Regions from separate parts of the Triticum aestivum genome. Here region 2 is linked to region 1. A link is a contact called in public Hi-C data. All regions are on one chromosome and are shown on one strand. Each heading gives the region's core, a stretch centred on a gene start, on an enhancer-like site or on the middle of the called end of the contact. The rest is flanking DNA. Distances are from core to core; before and after follow the strand shown.

What was found. Hi-C and Micro-C count contacts between places; a contact is called where the count stands out from the background.
Region 2: a Hi-C map of leaf shows a contact between it and region 1, with 2.7 times the contacts expected there. The contact joins the promoter of LOC123122798 here to the promoter of LOC123122795 in region 1. A contact is called at or near these places in 1 of 5 Hi-C or Micro-C datasets (leaf) and 1 of 1 datasets of contacts at active chromatin or transcription factors (leaf).

The regions. Positions count from the first base shown.
Region 1 is chr5D:464,115,762-464,118,461 of IWGSC CS RefSeq v2.1, reverse strand. It overlaps LOC123122795, which reads right to left and starts at 1,402. Exons shown (of 7, transcript XM_044543133.1): 1 at 1,201-1,402; 2 at 259-569; 3 at 53-172. The coding sequence starts at 501.
Region 2 is chr5D:464,346,937-464,349,636 of IWGSC CS RefSeq v2.1, reverse strand. It overlaps LOC123122798 (heat stress transcription factor A-2a), which reads left to right and starts at 1,289. Exons shown (of 3, transcript XM_044543141.1): 1 at 1,289-1,702.

The DNA of each region.
Region 1 (2,700 bases), core at 153-2,652:
GACAGAAAATATGTCAAGAACACCAGTGAAGAATCTCAACAAGAAACATTACTTTTATGTTATCTCCGCCTCCTCGATCAATGACATTCTTATACTGCTTGAATAGGCTGGTTGCTATATTACGCGACGAGCGAAAGTCCTCGTCCGATGAAGCATTAACATGAAATCGATGCTGCGCCCAACACAATGGTTCAAACGTAAACAAATTGTGATTGAGTATTCAGAAAAATAGGAGGTCAGTGGAAAAGCATACCGTACCAGCCAGTGCCGTGTAGTTCTCTCATTTAAGCTTCTCTGAAGATAATGGCTGACTCTGGTAAAGTTAACTCTGAAGCTAGAAACAATGTGTGGCTTCTGTACATGATGGCCTTCGACGGAACTACAAACCGTATTGCAGCCTAACAAGTTGTTAAATGGACTGGCGGTGCTTTTCGGGAATGATTTCGGCTCTTGGTAAGCTCCAGGATTCACGAACAGAAGAGGACCATGTAGCGTCGGCATGGCTGGACGCTCATCAAGCTGCGGCAAGCTGCTCACGCATTTCTCCAGCAACAGGAGGGAATTTCAGTCTACATCAGAGAATGCTTTGATCAGCCACGGATAAGGCCTCAGGGCTCCAAATCCGTTATATCTTGGTAGGAAATTACAACAGAAAATTGCTAGTGCCGTACAACAGAATGATCCTCTCTATTCCTCCTAACAACATACTGAATTTAAAGTTGAAATTTTACAAGCTAGCGCAACACTCTAACATACTGCTCCATCATAATATATGGATTGCCATGTTGATGTGGTGCTAAACCAGATGACGACTGTACATTACTGCGCCACACCTAGTGATTGCTTAGTACTCCCTCCGTAAAGAAATATAAGAGCATTTAGATCACTAAAGTTTACAGAGGGAGTATTATACTAGGATATGCATAACCAAGATGGACATCATGCATCAAGTTGTATAAATCAGTAGCTCATAGATGGCCCACGCACAAATTCGGCCATTTCTGGACCGCCGACAACCCAGCTTGGTAAAAATCTTGGAAAGGACACGGAACTGAAGATTCTTCCAGAGACCAGAAATCCCAACCCCAAACAGCCAAATACTCCACATGCCGGATCGGACAGACACAGATAATCAATCCGTTAAACCGGAACTAACTAAAGTGACAGAGAATTAAAGGGTGGCAGGCGAGCAACCATTACCGCCGGAGGAGGCGGGGAGCGGCCGGAAGCTGGCAGAGAATCCGCAGGAAGACGGAGAAGGGGATTGTGTGGTGAGGAGGTGAAAATAAAAACACCGTGGAGGGTTTGCTTGTTAAAAGAAGGGCGACGGAAATGCTGCGGAGAAGGGAGGGGAAAATTCAGGGGCCACGAGAAAAAACGACTGGCGAGGCGAGCGGCGACGTGGACCCCGCGGAGAGCAGCCCATCGCCCTCGATGAATCTGTTTTTAGTCGTGGCCCGTTCGTAGCCCAGGAGATGCTATTTGTTGGTCCACGAATAAATCCGTTTGGATGTTCTCCACAACAACAAAAAAACCTCCGTTTACATTTTCTTTACGTTGATAAGTGCGACGCGTGTGGCATGAAGCAATTTCAGTCTGACGTTGTTTGATATCAAATTTAGTTGCCCGAAGATGGCAACTTTAGTTAGCATGGCAACTTTCTGTTTGGATGGTAAGTTTCAGTTTTTTTGGGGTTTTTTAATGACAATTTTAGTTATAAATAAAAACGTCAGGACGGTGTTACTTCGTGCCACACATGTAACACTTATCATTTGTTCTTTTAGGGTATAACTAAACTTTATTAATTGTAGTCCACATAAAGTGGTATAAAAGGGGATCATGATGGATCAACCAAAGGTGCCGCCCCTGATCAAGAGAGTTTGAAAACTTATCTAACCAATCTGCGTTAGTGTTTGATCCGTAACCTTTAAAAATAAACTTGCAATTAACTAAACTAGCTCGCTGCTTTATCTTTGTTTACATCTAAAATAAAAGATTGAGCACACCACAAACAATACAGGATCATATTTTCTGTACTAGCGTTTTTATTTTTGCAATGCTTTTATTTGAAATGAGGCAAAAGATAAGAGAGTGGTCCGGTTAATTAGAGAAAAACCGAGTAAAAACTTAAATTACAAACCCCATATAGGACACTTATAGACGACCTTTTTTCAAAAGGGACGCTTTATTACTTAAAAGATTTAAGCATTACACCCGGTCTCTGCATAACTTAGATGCACATAGCCAAACAAGGTCCTCTTGCACAAACAAACAATAAAAAAAGCAAAATACAAAGAAACATGAATAGTCCGTATAACGCCTAGAGCGGAGGGGGCCACTCCTAACACTATCAGGGAAAACCTTATACATAGAATTTTAGCAGTAGCGCTTGTTAAAAAAGGGCGCTACTGCTAAATAGCAGTAGCGCGTGCAGGATAAACGCGCTGCAGACACAAACGTAGCAGTAGCGCGTCTACTTTTAAAAGCGCTACTACTAAAATTCTCAGTACTAAGCCGATAGGCTACATATGGTAGTAGCGGTCTTCTAGAAAGAGCGCTACCACTAAGTTTATTTTAGCAGCGCGTTTGCTGAGAAACGCGCTACTGCTAATGAAAAGAAAAATAAATGAAAAACAAATAGAAAAGTAAATGAAAATGAAAGAAATAAAAAAAGAGAAAGAAAAAAATAAAATGTAAAGA
Region 2 (2,700 bases), core at 40-2,539, 230 kb before region 1:
TAGGACATATTGGGATGTAATTGTATCATCCAGTGGCCGTTGACGTACTGTGAAGCGACAGTGCAGTACCTGGCTTTGGAGAATGTAAAAAGGGTCGGAAAGGACTGAGAAAGTCGGCCATTTTCCATCCAATGGTCAAACCAGAAAGACACCGTCTTGCCATCTCCGAGCTCACACCTGGTTGACTGAATAACTAGCTCCGGAGAGGATTTGAAGCATCGCCATATGGCGGTATCTGCATTATGTACTGTAAGTGGCAGTTCTGTACGACAATATGTTGACGCGAACCACTGGTAGCACGGTACGTTGCTGGATTGTAGTATCTTCGTCATTGCTTTGCATATCATTGCCCTGTTGTGTGCTCCGAGATCCCGTACTCCCAATCCTCCGTTCTATTGCGGCATAGTCACATAGTCCCATGCCACAAGACACTGTCCTCCCTTTGCTTGGTTCTTTCCTTGCCATAAGAAACCCCTTATGATCTGCTCAAGCTGTTGTATAGACTGTTTTGGCCATAGTAAGCAGCCCATGAAGTAGCTGGGTATCGTCGCTAGAACGGCATTAATCAAAGTGAGCCGTCCCCCCATGATAGGCCAACCAACCTGACAAACGTTTGTCTACTTTGTGAATAACAGGAATTAGCAGTCCGTGGGTAATCTTGTGTGCAGATAGGGGTAATCCCAGGTAGGTGCATGGGAAGGCAGAAGACTGACATTGTAACACTTGTTCAATCTGTTGGAGAGAATGAGGGCAAGTTTGAGTGAGGGGAGTCAAAAACTCAGATTTACTAAAGTTTTGGGTTTAGGGGATCTGCTAGTTTGCTGCCCTAAATATTACTTTTACTCCAAGTTTGAGCTTTAGGGGATCTGTTAGAGATACCCTTAGTGTATCAATTGTGCATTTAACTCATAAGGTGTTTTTTTAGGATTTTTCTAAAATCTGACGTCAAATTTTTAAGAATTATATTATCACGTCATGACAATTGTCATGCCGCTTTACTACAATTTGCCATAATAAAAAGTTTGATTTTAATCTGACGTCAGATTTTAACATTGTCGTTTTTTTCAAGTCACGAGCCGGTTTCTCGTGAAGTCATGGGCCTTCGTTTGGGCCTTCTCGATAAAGAAAAGTCGAGAGAAATGCTCGGTTTCCTTTTCCACTCCGGCGAAAATATCTCCGCTGCAAGCGATTTGCACCACACAGGTGTCCAATGGCCAGCGCGCGGCGCCCACCGCACCGTTTAAGCGGCTGTCCGTCCCTCTATCTATATATGGCGACGAGAGGAGAAATGTGGGGGGACGAGGTCGAGCTTCTGGGTGTGAGGTAGCCGTGTGTTCATTTTCCCCACCGTCCGCAACCACGAGTGTGAGCGGAGGGTTGAAGGCCGGTTGCCGTGGTGTGCCGATGGTGAGCATTGCGCACCGGGGCGCACGCTGGCAGCCCACACGGTGGCGCCGCACGTCCAGACGCGGCCAGGGTGTGGCCAGTAGGTCGCCTCGGCCCGCACCGGCGCCGGTGGCCGGAGCGCCGAGGTGGAGACGGCAGCCGCGCCGCGCGCACGACGAGCCCGAGAGCAAGCGTAACGCTGCCCGGCGCGCGCGCGCGCTAGAAGGCCTAGCGAGCCCGCCCAGTTCGTGGCCTCTCTGCCGCGGTCTTGCGGCAAGCGCGCCAGACCTCGCTCGCTCGTTCGTGGCGTCCGCAGGTAAACGGAAAAGGCCGTACAGGCCGGATCCTCTCCTCCTACAACGGGCTGAATCACAATGGCACTGCTCTCTCGTACTAGGAAGTTCTGGGCCGATTGTGATGGCTCGGAGCTGGCCCAGAGCCCCCTTCCAGGCGACCTCGATAGAAAAATCCCCATGCCTCGTCCTCTCCCGTGCAACCGCAACAGACAAGGCACGCCGCGTAAGCTTTCCCCGCTGCAAAAGCTCACCGTGCCGCATAAACAACTGACCTCGCAGGCGAAAAAGAAAGCGCGTGCGTACGCCCTCCTCACCCGGGGCGTCGACAGCGAGGCCGCCGACCTCCCCGGGGGGAAATATCCCGGTCGACCACGGCCACTGTAGACGCATCGCATCACGAGGGCTCGCCACGCGGCCAGCCAACTTGGCGCGCTTTCCGCGCGGAGGCGGCGGTCAATGGCCGCCCGGTCCCGCCCGGCTGGCGCAAAGCGACGCCGGCAACCTGCAATAAGATAAGCGGCTACTTGTTCGACCCTTCCAGAACCATCGCCCCCCTCCGGGCCTTCCAGAACGCTCCCCCGCCACGTCACAGGATAAGCCCCTCGGATGGTTCCAATCCTTCCAGAACCGTCTCGATCTTTCGGAATTGGAAGCCCGGGTGGGGTTGGTACGGGCTGTATAAATGGGCGGTGACCGTGCGCCTCTTCTGACGAGCTCGCTCAAGCGCCTCAAGTACGAAGCCTAGAGGGATAGTACTGTACTTTCCTCTCCCTTCTTCTCCGTCTGCGGTCTGGTCTGGTCTGCTCTGCTTCTTCTCTCTCCGTCCTTGTTGCTTCTCTCTTCTTGTACTCTCCGATTTTACATTTGGCCTCCTCCAACCCTCCTCTTGCAGCTGCTTCTGGGCGTCAATGGGGAGCTCTGCCATTTTAGGAGAAGCGGAGATCCCCTGAATTGGTCAATCAGCATTGTTAGTTCAGACGATTGCTCAAACTTTGACTACTACAGATTCTTTTCCCCT